Linked DNA regions of Mus musculus: region 1 is linked to region 2. The links are chromatin contacts, called in public HiChIP or PLAC-seq maps. All regions are on one chromosome and are shown on one strand. The core of a region is the stretch at or near the end of the contact, and the rest is flanking DNA. Distances in the headings are between cores, read along the strand shown.

What was found. HiChIP or PLAC-seq counts read pairs in DNA pulled down with a chosen protein or histone mark.
Region 1: a contact with region 2 is called in a FOXA1 HiChIP or PLAC-seq map of pancreatic cancer cells. The contact joins two enhancer-like sites. A contact is called at or near these places in 2 of 115 datasets of contacts at active chromatin or transcription factors (the NIH/3T3 cell line and pancreatic cancer cells).

What each region holds. Positions count from the first base shown.
Region 1 is chr6:84,889,730-84,896,856 of GRCm38.p6, forward strand. It overlaps Exoc6b (exocyst complex component 6B), which reads right to left. Exons shown (of 22, transcript NM_177077.2): 8 at 788-856. Among named protein-coding and RNA genes, the nearest start is that of Exoc6b, 180 kb to the right of the region's middle. Within about 2 kb of position 3,407, at least 69 of the 459 cell types and tissues checked have an H3K27ac peak or open chromatin away from gene starts, as enhancers often do. A contact at or near this core is called in pancreatic cancer cells, where this site is marked.
Region 2 is chr6:84,267,680-84,275,244 of GRCm38.p6, forward strand. No RefSeq gene overlaps it. Among named protein-coding and RNA genes, the nearest start is that of Gm10445, 150 kb to the right of the region's middle. Within about 2 kb of position 5,417, at least 63 of the 459 cell types and tissues checked have an H3K27ac peak or open chromatin away from gene starts, as enhancers often do. A contact at or near this core is called in pancreatic cancer cells, where this site is marked.

The sequences.
Region 1 (7,127 bases), core at 2,157-4,656, 620 kb after region 2:
CTTACCTAGACACCCACACATATTCCAATCCATTTCATACACTAGAGAAATTAGAGAAGTATTAAAAACTGTAAACGGATACTACCATTTCCATCAGCACAGTGTGAATAATAAAACTCTAGAGATGCTGTCAGGGAATGTTGTCATCTTGGAGCAGGAGGCTTTGGAGGAAGATGGTCTGAGGTTGGGAGAATAGTTACTTGTTTGTGTGTCTGTTCAGGCTTATTTTAGGTTTTTTTTTTTTAAATGAACATTCAAACATTATAACCTATAAGTTAAAAACTAATGGGCCTGATTATCTCAAAATTGAAGATGTTCATTTCAATAAGCATGAAACACAGTTTGCAGTACAGAGACAAACTGGAGGGATGTTTGCAATATCCTACACTCTCAGTATCAACTCCACAGTCTAGTGACACCACATTATTGCCCTTTTACTGGTGCTTTACAGAACAAAAGGGATGATTGTCAAAACATGTAAATACTTTTCATAAATCCTTTACTATATATAAAAAGCAGGTTATTCTAGGTTAAATATGTTACATTTGAAACAGAGAAATCTGAATACATTTTTACTCATAACCTACCAATCTGTTGATGACTCTTTGAAATCTCATCAGCTATGTTTGAATTTTACAAGGCAAATATAAACAAGACTCAAGCAAGAGCAGAGGAATTAGTTAATACTCGCTAAACAATACTTTGCTCAAAAATAAAGTAATAATAATAACAACTCAGAATTTGAGATTTAATACGTATTTATTAGGATGCTCAGGTAAAGACTCACCAGGACAGAATATATGTGTAGACACCGATACACAGGAGAGAAATCCACCAAGTCTTGAGCCCCAGGTACCTAGAAACATACAATTACAAAAATATCACATAAAGTTATTATGGGGAAAACTGCGCTCACTTTATTTTTACTACTCAAGCAGTGATTTGTTTTCCAAGCCAACTCTATAAGTGGAAGATTCAAAAGAATCATGTTATCAGGCTGAAGAGATGACTCCCCAATTAAGAGTGCTTGCTGCTCTTTCAGAAGACCTGAATTTAGTTCTCAACACCTATATAATATAATTCATAACCACCAGCAACTACAGTTCCAGGATCTACAACACCCTCTTCTGGCCTCCATGAGTACCCATACATAGTTGGCACACACGTACAGAGACATACATACACATAAATAAAAAATAAATAAACCTTAAAATCATGTTCTCAAGTAGGAAGCACACTTGTAATCTTAGTACTTGGGAGGATGCAGGAGGGTCATGAATTCAAGGTCATTTTAGGTACATGAAATTCTGTCTCAAAATATGAGAGAGAGAGAGAGAGAGAGAGAGAGAGAGAGAGAGAGAGATCCCCAAAATCTTAGTTCTTTTCCCCTAGTCACAAGACTAATAACCTTGCTGACAGAGTACAGGTGGCAGAGTCCAACAGAGATGAGATGGCAAACCTGTTGCCTCTACCTTCAGAGACACATGTGAGCCAAGGGCCACCAGGGAAAGTGCGAAGATGGAACTGTGACTTTAGTGACCCAATTCTCCCAAAGTGCATGGAGTTTATATAAAGCCAAGTTTCAGTGGTCAAAGCCAAACTTGCTACTCAAGATGGATGTTTTAAAATGGCCAGTTATTAAAGGGTACAAGTATTAAAATTCTTAAGTTCTATATTTCATCAAAATAAAGAAGTAACACAGAAAGGAGGAGACACCTTATTAAAAATGAGGTGACATGTGGAAAAGCCAAACCAAGAAGTTACTTGAGGATTTTAACGTGAATAATGAATGATATGTTGACCAAACTGGTACACATTAAAATAAAAAGTAAGAATTGAGTGAGAACTGAAATCAACTCTCAGGATTCAGAGTTTGTTGGTGGCCTGACAAGAAGCCGGTCAGAGCTAACTGTGATCTACAGTTCCTCAACTAAGGAAGGAAGCTGTCATTTGTCATACACAGATTCAATAAGAATAAACAGGGACCTGAAAATACATACTAAACAAAATGAAACGAAAAGGGAGAGAAAGTGGAAAAGGTCCATAAGTAATTACAATAAAGACCTGGCTGGTTTTTCCTGTGGCAATGGTAACTAGGTACATCACCAGCACAAAAAGAGAACAGATACATCTAAGCTGAGTTAGGCTGGCTCATGGTTGCAGAGCTGGCTCCCTTTCTTTCCTAAAGCAAACACTATCTCTTCCTCAGAGCACAACTTCTCTAACCAGGACTTTTCTCATAATCAAATGGCCTTGCTCTATACAGCAACTGCAATGCTCGCTGGCTGGTCACCTGGCACTCTACCTTCTGCTCCACTCCACCAGGCAAATCTTAGGTATCCCATACCTAATGAAGCTTCTGCTGTGAGAGCCAAGAGGCTCTGCCATGGGATCTCTTATTTCAAGTGACCACTCACCTCTATATAATAGCAGCATGGAAACTTTAAGGAAATTTATCTTGCCAGAAAAAAAAAAAAGGAGCTAAACACTAGGTAAACACAACATCAAAAGAAAAAACTGAAGATTTATAACAAAATTTAAACTACATAAAAATAATGTATGGACATGAAAAAAGACAAAGAAAATACACAGAGTAAAAATGGTATACAAGAAATGAATTGTTTATTTAGAACAATGTGGTCACTTATGATATATATAAAAGGATGAGAATTTTCTTGCCTAATTCTGAGCAGCACCTTCTGCCACAGCCTTGTTTCACAGGGTCTTCATACAGTTTGTTTATTTAGGTTCACTTTGTCAGAGAACCAGTTTCTCCCAAAAAAGGAACCCACAGGAAGCCATTCTCAGGCAGGACCTTGGCCATTGACCTGTCAGTGCCATCCTTACAGAATGAACAGCAATAGTAAGGGGCAGTTCCCTAGAGAACCACGAAAAATAAGCTTGCAGGCCTTTTAGCAAAAAAGGACATTGTTGCTAATGGTTAGGACTGGTCTATCTCCACGCATGTTTTCTAAAAGCTACCTCATACAAGATGGCAAAGTTCTATCCTGTCATCTGCAGCAAATCTGTTTTCTGTCTGTTTATAGTGTCCAGAACTATAGGTATTTGATCTAATATTTCATGGTCCTGAAACGAACATATAGAAATTATCCTAAGTACATGCATACCTGTCCGTTTGGAAAGCTCGAGACAGAGAGAGAGAGAGAGAGAGAAAGAGAGAGAGAGAGAGAGAGAGAGAGAGAGAGAGAGAGAGAGAGAGAGAGAGAACGCTAGGCAAAAAGTAAAGGAACAAAAAGAGGCTCCTGCTCTCCCTCCTCCACAAACAGCCCAGTATTTAGAAAGCCTTTCCCCCCTGCTCCCCTCTGAGAGCACACTAGGAGTGAGCACTGTGAAGAGTCAGAGAGTGCTGTGAGGATAGAGGCATGTCAAGTATGCACTGACTCATGCTGCTTTGAGCTGGATGTGTTTTCTCTGCTTCTGCTAATGAAAAAGAATCACTTACATCTACAGAAGGGAAGAGGGAAGAGCAACAAGCACTGCGTGAAGGAATGTCACCCTTCTGCAAGATGGAATGTGCTTTCCAAAATCTAAAAACACCGGTGGAGGAGAGCTCTGGGACAAGCAACTGCCTGGTGCACTAGCAGCAGCTTGTCTGGCCTCTAAGCTGCTCTAGTTCACAGGTTCTTCCTCCCTCCTTCCTTCACCTCCCCTCCCCTGGAGTTGCAAGGAATGATTCAAGCAGATTTAGGTTTCATCAGGGAGGGGTCCAAGGACACTTTCCTAAGCTAACAATGACTGCCTCTAATGGTTTCTGTCTCCTAACAAAAGCCATGACTCTTTTATCAGCGTCATCTAATTTTTCCTTTCCAAAGTAAATAACAGGGCCCTTGCATTTTACACATGTCCAAATTTGACAAATCATTATCCACGGAGACTGGAACTGATAAGAGATAACTTTGTGGTGGGACCCTGTCATTTCCTATTATAAAGACTTTCTTTGGGGCTACAAAAACATGATTAAAATAGTTAAACATTTCCTGTGCCTGGCAGTCAGGAACTCAAGACATTAAGACCCTGGAGTCTGTATTTTTCTAGAAGTTCAAATAGACCTAGGAAGATACCAGCAGTGACCACAAACAGTACACAGGGCACAGCCATGCATTGTATCTATTGCTAAGAACTTATATGAAATCACTTCATCACCAAGGACAGCAGCTGTCTAACTGCCTGAACAGTTCTAGGAGCAGTAAATGCCTCCCACCAGCCAAATACTTAGGATTTTCTAAAAAAAAGGAACCATTGGTAAGATTTTAGATGTTGTAGCTATGATTTGTACCCCCAGAGAATGTCATATAAGTTAAGAAACAAGCATTTTTAACAATACAAATAATAGCTATTAAAAGGGATGTTAGAGCAACTGAACACAGGAGCAAACAGGGAAACAATTACTTCATGTTAGTTCCATTTCACAATTATACAGACAATAACAGTTTCAACTAAGCCAATACTTTCCAACTGTTGTCTGAGTACTTGTTGAACATCACTTACATATGATGTGCATGCCCCAGTATCCAGCACACAAGCTACTCTATAAAGGACCAAAATGACTCAAGGGCAAAAGAGAATACAGGATAAGAAAAGCAAATGTATAAATGGAATTAATAAAACCTGAAAATGATCTTGTATCTACAAAGATATTATTTCTTGAAGATTTGAAGATTTAGAGTAAATGTGGACTATCACACAGTCAAGAAGAAAAGAATTAACATCTCCGATCATAAAACTGTTTGAGAAAGGCCAGGAGAGGATGGATTTATATGCTATCTTTTCCTTCTTTAATAGATCTTGCTTCAGGTAAAAGGAGAATGGAGAATGGGTGGTGGAAAGTCTCATCAAGCATAAGGAGGCACTATTACACATAAAGGAAGATTTCTGACTTAAAGTTAGCGATGCCACTCAAGCTTCAGCTAATGTTTCACTTAATACTTCCCTAGTCATCACTTCCCAGAAAGAGTCTTGGTAAGTAACTACCTCTGTTTTACACACTTACTAAGCAAAGCTAGTTAAGGTTGGGTGTCCTGGCAAGGCCAGGAGGCTAAGGCAGAAGGACCTGGAGTTTGAAACCAACCTAGACTACATCCCAAAATCTTGTCTCAAAAACAAAAATCTGTACACAAACTTATCTAACCTGATAAATGTTCCTGCTTTGTTGCTGAATAAGTGTAGTCTTATACAAGGGAAACTAAATACAAGAGAGAGTTCCTTTCTTCTCTGCATCCCAAAGCAACAAATGGATTATGGTTCCCCTGCACTGCTCATAAACACAGAACATTAGTCCACTCTAACTTTGCCGTTCACACTTTGCCTCAGAAGACAAGCACACAAATATCTGCTCTCCTCACCCTTGTGCACATTCCTCAGTTATTTTTCTCTTAAGAAACCTTTCAAAGTAGATGGACTGAACAAAAGGAGGCTCAAAGGAATTTAGGTATGTTTCTCACTAATTATTTGAGCCATTTTCCACCTTCAAAATCCTTCTGATTGCCACTACACACAAAGCAATTTCTTGGTATTGGTAAATGAGTGCAGGAACCAGGGCTTATTTCTAAGCATTAGATGGATCTGAAGTCATTAACTCTACCAGGCATTCTCTTCAGGGAGCAAACAATAAATGATTAGCTAGATAGAATAGGCCTTTGCATTCAGAAATTCAACTGAAGCTGCCCACATTACGTTTGGAAGCCAGGAAATACCTGCAGACATTTTTCACCAGGATGCTTTCTAAACTACTTTGCTTCCAGAAGTTCAGAGAAAATTAAGATAAAATTCATTTGACCATAGGCTCTCATAAAGAAGACTAGACATCACAGACTAACAAACCAGGAGGAAGCAGAAGTCATGTAAGTAAAATGATGCTCTAAGCTTTGACCAGAGCTCAGTCCTGAAAAGTTAGAATTCCCTTATAAAGTTGCTCTAAAATAATTAGGAACCTTTATGAGAAATCCCTAAAAGGGCTAACATTTAAGTTGTTCAAGTATTTGTCCTAAACATAAGAAGTTTAAAAAAAATGAACATTTTTCCCTTATTGAGACACTGTAAAACCTCTGTGGCTAAAACCAAAGGATAATCTCTTCAAGATTCTCAGCTTCGGTCTGAAAACCTCAACAGTCTTTATTTAACTAGAGTCCAGTTCATGTAGATACTCAAAATCATTAGGGACGGGGTAGGTTAACAGTAAACTCGATACTGAACACAAAAGGCTGAAGAAATCAGGGTGAAAAAAAATGTGCAGAAACAACTGCTACAGCACTCTATATATAAGGTCCTTGTCCCCATAACATAGTCCTAAAAATCTGCATATTGAAGGGGGTGGTGGGAAAAAAAGGGAAGAGAATGGGGTAGAAAGAGGAAAAGCAAAAAGCAGAATAGTAGGTAACAAAAAGAGATACAACACTTTCACAGGTCGGCTCTAGTTTAAAAATCATTTTAAAAATGAAAAGACATGAGGCAACTTCACCCACCATTCCAGGGATAAAAACGAAACCTATACCAAGATGCCACTCTTCCTGTGAAAGTGGGAAAAAAAACTGAAAAGAAACCATCTTAGAAAAAAACTGAAAAGATATATTTTTTTTAATCTCTGTTAAGGTAAATAGTAAATAGATGTGAGTGTAGGATCCTTACGTAGGATCTCAAGACCAGACAGGATACAACAACTTCAGGATAAATGTGCAAGGTGTCTTCCAGAACAACTGGCTTATTTTACATATCCACACCAGTGTCTCATGACACAGTGACATATGACAGTCTTGCCAGTACTGTTTTTGCTGGTATACTTTTAATATACCTACTGTAATAGGTGTGAAGTTGAAACAACATTTTTATAAGAAAATGTTAGAAATCACTATGCTTCCATGTATGGACTGACCCACTGAACTAAACTAAACTACACTACATACAAAAAGGAACCCTTCCTATTCAGTAGTGAAGTTAGAATGAGAAGAGTTTCCATGAACCAACATGGTCTTCAGAGAATATTTTCACATGAAAAAATATGTATTATGCTATATAACATTATGAATAATAAAAGACACATATATGCACTAATAATGCTGGCAATGCAGAGGCTAAGCAGAAGGGGGCAAAGGATGGGGATGGAGAAGGGA
Region 2 (7,565 bases), core at 4,167-6,666:
CAGAGCCAGTGTGATTGAAAGTCCGAACTAATCGCTAATCGTTTCCCTCTGGCCTGCCCTGTGTCCAACATCATCTCTCCAGTGACTCAGGCCAGAACTAGGGCTCTCTAGGTATATATCCCATGTTTCCTGATACCCTGCATCAGGAACCAAGGCCTATGTCTGCCTCTCATTTCATTCCCAAGCCTGCCACCACAGTGCTGGCTCAGGGCCCCACCACCATTCCCTGTCATTTCATTTCCAACTCTTCTTCAGCCTCCTGATGAAGGGTCTCTCTTTCTAAAGCAGCCTGGACCCCACTGAGGCATAGAGCGGCTGCTGCTGCTGCATCAAGCTCCTCTCTTTCTTACTTACTCACTAAGGCCCAAGCTGGCCCTCCACCATGCTCCTTCTCAGAACCATCATCACACCTGTGCCAATACCCAGCTTATCCTGAAGACTGGGTGACCCCTTCCATCTTCCCCATGACTGTGCACTCCTCAAGTCAGAGGCTACCCTGGCTGTCCAGATGCTGACCTATTGAAGGGATGGGAAGAGTTGAAGAAGTGAGGGGTGAATGGCCAGAGGAATGAATGGAGCCATGAATCAGTCTTGCCTTGGTGACAGCCCTTGGCACACGCAGGGATGTGTGCTGAGACCGCTTCTCTGCTCTGAACTCTGCCCTACTTTCGTGGCCTCCTTTTTGGCCTCCAAAGCCAAGGGCCTTAAATATGGATGACTAAGAGACACTCCATGAATGGGATGATGTGTAATCTTCACCGCCTTGTCTCTTTGGAGTGCTTTTTCTATGCCCCACCACCCTGAGCATTTCAGGCCCCAGGTGAGGGTAGGAGCACCGGGTGACATGAGTTCCTAAGGTCCTGGTTTGGGGGTATGGGAGCCATAAGTGCACGTTCCTGCTGGGTTTTCTTATACTCTGTAATCACAGGAACTCAGCATTGAGACAGATTTGCAAAGCCTCCTGAGACCTCTTTGAGTCAACGTCTTCACAAAGCTGAGATCTTCAGAGACAAGGCCCTAAATCCACAATCCTCAGGGCTGGGGGACAAGGTAGACCCAGGATTTTAGATTCCTAGGGCCTAGTCCAGCACTCACTAGTGATCCCTCCCTCTCTGGCTGTTACTTTACCCTTGTCTCTCTTGTCAGTGTCCCACAGACTTTTTCTCATTCAGCTGATGCTGCCCCCCTCCCCCCTCCCCATGGCGCCTCTTCCCATTGCCCGACAGATTTGTCACCTCTCTTTGTGGGTGATGCTCTGCCTTGTTCTTGGCAGGGAGCAAACGACCCCAAGTCCAGGGAGGACAGCTAGCTCTAGGTTGCAGAATCTCAGGGTTTAGAATTAACTTGAGCCTGACTTGGAGCGGAAGTCACTGCATTGTGCTGGACCTACAAGCTTTGCCACCCAAATTCTCAGAACCAAATGGGATCCCCTTGAGGAAGACTTTCAGGAAGTGGTCCACACCCTAGGAAGGCTCAGGATGGTGATGGCTGAGAACAGATGGGGGGCAGAGGAGGGGCCCTATGAACTGGGGTGGAGCGCCACCACGTGGACTTGGGGAGTGGAACTCCTCACCCCTGTGGATCTCCAGTAAATAGGGCAGAGAATGTTCAGGCTGGCTCTTGGGTCTTGGGGTGGAGGCCTTAGTCCTATTTTCCATAGGCCCCATATGGACTTCACTCCCTTGAACAGTCTTCATCAAGAGGTTCTCAACACACCTTTGCCTCAGACCATGCTGTAGGTTGAGTGTTCAGGTTGCCACTTTATTCTCATTGAAACAGCATTAAGACTCAGGATGGGGGTCAAGTCCTGGGGTAGTGTCATTACACATATTACTGTGGAACTGTTCTTCTGCCAGATGGAGAGTTGTCAATGTCCCCACATCATACACCCCCAGTGCCTGGTACAGGAAGGACTGAGCCTGGAACACAACGTCACTGGATGCCTGCACCTCAAACTTGGACTATCTTGCCTCCAGACAGAAGGAGATTCTGTCCTCTATAAATGATCCATTCTCATGCGTTCTGCAAGAGTAACAGAAAACAGAGCAAAACTCCTGAGCCCACACCCTGGAGATGGACAGTGCCTACTGAGAGGTCAGACCAGCGTCCCAACCGCTCCTCCCAGCCTGTCAGGCAGAGTACAATTATTTGAATGCAGTCAGCAGCAGCAGTGACAAGGTGAACAGGACTCTTGAGTCGGAGTCACAGGACCTCTGCTCATGACAAGCCTACAGATTCAAGACATTAATCCATAAGATCTGTCCAGCCATCATGCTGGGCTGGCGCTACAGGGACCCTCTTGTCTCTGCCTTAGAGCCAGAGCCTGGCAAATCATGTAGCCTCTGGGGACTAAACTTGGGGCTCATGTTTACAGCAGTAGCACTTACCCACCCCGACTAAACCATTTCCCCAGACCAAGACTCTTGGGTTTTAGACACATTTCCTGTCTCTTCCTGTCTTCTTGCTGTTTTCCAGATGGTTCCTAGCTCCAAACTTTCACTACAGTTCAGATTCTTACTGCTTCTGTTTTGTCTTGCCCATGACATCCTTCCTACCAACTTTCTGCCTGCATCTCAGCCTTCATCCCCTGGACAACTCCTTCTTCATCCTCCGGAACTCACTCCTCTAGCAAACATTGACAACTGCAGGACAAGGTACCAAGCACGTATCGGGGGCTTGTAAGGGAAAGTACACAATGATCAGGTGCTGGTAGGAATTTAACTGATTCAGGCTCAGTTCCACGTATAACCAACCCTCTACACCCAATTCACTTACAACCTTGGGCAAACCACCTCCCCCTTTCTGGCCTTAACTTTTTAATCTGTCCGATGAGGCGTCTGGGCCAGTGGGGGGCTCTGACACAGCCTGGGTGGCAGCAGAGCCAAGGTTCAAGGTCACGGCCCCACGTTCTCCCACTGGCTTGCTTTACTCTCCCCAGCCGGGAGGAACATCCTGAACAGCGTTAAGAATAATAAACATGGGCTGATAAACATCAATAGGCCTGGTTGGTGCCAAAAAAGAAAGAGAGAAGACTGTGCTGTGCTGGCTCCCGCTCCCCGGACCATGCTGTAGCTGCCAGCTCCTTAATCATCTGGAGACAGCCGGCCGGCTCCCCTGGCCCCACCCCAGGCCAGGGCAGGCAAAGGCCAGGCCAGGCCAGGCGCAGGAAGCAGCCACCACTGGGTCCTCAGCCACAGGCCAACCTGGTCCAGGACCTCCCTTTGGTTGGGCTCTTAAGGCATTCCTGCTTGTAGCCTCAATGGCTCTCCATGGCCCATGAGACAGAACCTACATATGCTGTCCTGATGTGAATGGGCAAACCCAGCCCTCAGCTCATTCTGTGCCCTCATGGCTCACCTGATCTCACATGACAGCCATGGTTCTCCGGGAACATTAAGCCCTCTCTCCTCTAACACCTCTGTGCTGGAGAAAGCCTGGGTAGATACGGCACCAGAGCTGGCAGAGCCGTGCTAGAAGCTCAATAGATCACTCTCATAGGCTAAGAACTCCTGAGAGAGGAGAGCTCTTACAGAGAACAGGCTCTGGGTCTGCTCAGAGCATAAGTGGTGTCTGAAACCCATCAGTCTGGGCTTAAAATATGTCTGCTACTTGGCTATATGGCTTTAGTCAAGTGACTGAACCTCTCTGTGTCTCAGTTGTCAGTAAAATAAAAACAATGTGAATATAATAATTTGAATAATGATAATGTCTCCCCTTCCAAGTTGCCCTCAGGCTGGCATGGGCTTACTCTTGTGGAGTACTTGGAAGGGAATGGCCATATTTTCTCCAAGGTGCCCGTTTTAATTGATCTTCACACACTATGAACTGTGTCTGCCCTGGATAGCTGTTGGATGGCTAAGTGACTCACTCAGAGATAGATGATAAAGGGCTGTAGACTTACCCCTTCCCATGAAGCCTGGTCACTTGGGTTATGCAGTGAATGTTTTGTGTAGCCAACAGTAAGGTCACAAATCAGGCACCCACCAAGGACAGGGCAGGGCCTGTGCTTCTTGCAAAAGGATGTAGCATGGTTTCACATAGAAGTAGGAAGGGTAGGGAGCTTGTGGGCTTCTGTTGCCTTGGCATCCCAGAGATGCTGGTAAACTCAGTTTGGTGGCTTTGAGCATGTGCTGAGCCATGACGTTCTTGGAGTCAGCAGCGGTCTGGAGAAAGAAGAGTGGTCAAGGCAGGAAGTGACTGATTATGACCAGGACAGACAGCCCTTCAGTCTCTCATCAATGGGTCTCAAGGATATTTCCCAGTGCTGGCAACCTGACACATGAATGAAATTGCACGTCCAAGGGAACCCCCATCTGAGGTCCCCCGGAAGGCTCTAATCAGTATCTTCCAGCCTGCCCGCCTCCCTGGGGAAGCAGTGTCTCCCTGTTTCAGTCCAATTTTCCATGTGAGATTTCCAGAGACACCGACTAGGTCATGTGACAGGAGACATGGTTCAGGGACTTAATGCATTTCTAAAATTCCTAGCTCTATTTCCAGAAGTCTGCTCCCCTGTGCATACCCATTCTGCTCCTAGGCCCGAGCATACCCTTTTATTATGGGTAACAGGCTCCTTGCCAGTGGGGAACAAGGGTCACTGGAAGACGCATGAGTCAGAGTTTTAATAGGTTTATTAACCCTCCTGTCTGAGGTCTTTCTTCTAGAGCATAGTTAACACTCATCCAAAGTGGACTAATGGGAAATGTACCTTGGAGGCAAACACATAGAATCCCATCCACAGTTCCATGTGTCTACAGCTTGTGTGAGCTGGGCAGCATTGGACTTCTGTTCCCAGTAGCTTGGAGATGCAGAGTCTAGGGATGATTGTACTCTGAAGAGATGGTGGGTGGTGGGTAGCCCCTGAGCTAGGAAGGCTGGGTTTCTAGAAGGAGGTGGGATTAACATTGTGAACAAGAGAAGACAGAACTGGGAAGGATGTTTGAGTGTGTGTCTGTCTGTCATTGAGATTACGCCTTTGAACAAATCAGAAGCAGGTTCCCCTAGTGGTGGGACACAGATCTAAGCCAGTGCAGGGTTTAGTGGGTGATGTCTGCGGTGTGTTTCAGCCCAAGTACATCAACACCCCTCTTTCTAGAGCCCTTAGGCAGTGAAGTCAGTGACCTCTGCAACCTGGCACAGAGTCCTGAATTTAGGAGCAGACATGCACCGCAGATTGTGGCTGGTCTAGCCTCCTCCTGTATCTGTGCCCTTCCGTTCTGCCTTCCCGGGGATTTCTGCTTTTCAGGGCATTGCTATGGGTCTAGCTAGGGAAAGGTCAGTGGTTGTAGCCTTGGGTCTTATTAATGGACTCCTGAATGTGGCTAGGGTGCCCTCCTTCAGTATGCAGAGGTACCTCAGGGACAGCTGATTAAACAGCCTGGCACAGTGTCTGCAGTGATTTACAGCCTGCTCCTGCCTGGGAGCTGGGCTCCTGCATTATTCATGGCCCAAAGCCATAAATCTGCCTGGAGCTGGCTGCTGGCTCTGCCTCGGAGGCTGAGGAGGAAGACAGGAGGAGGCAGGAGTGGGAGGGAGGTCTGGATAGGCAAGGTGCTCCAAGGCTTTAAAGAACTTGACCTTGCTCCTCAGGTCCTGTGTCACCTTGTCTACTGCCCCAGAGTTTCAGCTGTGAGATGCCAAGCCCCACCTTGGCTTCTCTGGTCCAGGATCTTCCTCTCTAAACTGGAAGTCTTTAGAGCTGCTGAGACCCAGGGCTGCTGCCACAGAAGTTCTACAGGACTTGAAGACACCAGGCTCACATTTTGTTCCCTTACAAAAGGTCTTCACTTTTATTTTTGAATATTCTACATTATTCTTTGAGAACTTTGTACATGTATACAGTGTATCTTGATCCTAGCTACTCCCAACTCCCCTCTTCCACTACCCCCAGATATCCGCAGTGTGCCCCCTTCCTGGCTTGCTGTTCTCTCCATTCCTTTCTTTTCTTATTTCTCTTTCTTTTGTAACACACTGAGTGTGATCAGTGCTGCCTGCTGGAGTGTTGACTGGTCTTACTGACTTGATCTTGTATAAGTAGCCACAGGTGTGAGACAGGTGACCACAGCTGTGAGACAGGCAACCACAGGTGTGAGACAGGTAACCACAGGTGCGAGACAGGTAACCACAGCTATGAGACAGGCAACCACAGGTGTGAGACAGGTAACCACAGGTGTGAGACAGGGAACCACAGGTGTGAGACAGGGAACCACAGGTGTGAGACAGGTAACCACAGGTGTGAGACAGGTAACCACAGCTGTGAGACAGGCAACCACAGGTGTGAGACAGGTAACCACAGGTGTGAGACAGGGAACCACAGGTGTGAGACAGGGAACCACAGGTGTGAGACAGGTAACCACAGGTGTGAGAAAGGTAACCACAGGTGTGAGACAGGGAACCACAGGTGTGAGACAGGTGACCATAGCTGTATGACAGGTAAACACAGGTGTGAGACAGGTAACCATAGGTGTGAGAAGGTAACCACAGCTGTGAGACAGGTAACCACAGCTGTATTTCAGGTAGCCACAGCTGTGTGACAGGTAACCACAGGTGTGTGACAAGTAACCTCAGGTGTGAGACAGGTAGCCACAGCTGTGTGACAAGTAACCACAGGTGTGAGACAGGTGACCACAGCTGTATTTCAGGTAGCCACAGCTGTGTGACAGGTAACCACAGGTGTGAGACAGGTGACCACAGCTGTATTTCAGGTAGCCACAGCTGTGTGACAGGTAACCACATCTGTGAGACAGGTAACCACAGGTGTGTGACAAGTAACCTCAGGTGTGAGACAGGTAGCCACAGCTGTGTGACAAGTAACCACAGGTGTGAGACAGGTGACCACAGCTGTATTTCAGGTAGTCACAGCTGTGTGACAGGTAATCACAGCTGTGAGACAGGTAACCACAGGTGTGTGACAAGTAACCACAGGTGTGAGAAGGTAACCACAGTTGTGTGACAGGTAACCACGGCTACTGAGTTCATGAGTGCAAAGGCCACACCATGTCGAGAAACCTCATTCATAGCACCCCTCCTCACCCTTGGGCTCTTACGTTCTCTCTGCCCTCTCTTCCGTGGTGTTCCCCAAGTCTTGGTGGGGTAGATAGAGAGGTCCCGGGTAGGGATGAATGCTCAGTCACTTACTCAAAGGACTTTGACTTTTGGGAGTCTCTGCATTAACTACTGCCTACTGCAGAACCAAATTAGGCCACATTTCTCTAGAACAGACTGCCTTGAGTCCAGTCATCAGGCAATGGGGTCCAAACTCTGCCAAGTCCAGATGGAATCTCTGGTGGTCTCTTGTCATGGCTGCTTCTGCCTCACTCTCATATACCCATGTGTGAGAAAACCTGGGGCTAGACACGGCCACAAGTGTGAGGAGAACTGCACAGCTGCTCAAGTTTGAGATGTCAGAAGCACCTGGAGGCTCCTCAAGGACAGACTGCTGGGCCCACTGCCAGGGTCTCAGAAGGGGCCTGAGAATCTGTAGTTCTTGTAAGTTCTTTGTGATGCTAAAGATCATGTGATAAGAAGGGCCACTTTAGTGTAATTTAGCAAAGCCTTGCTTCTTCAAA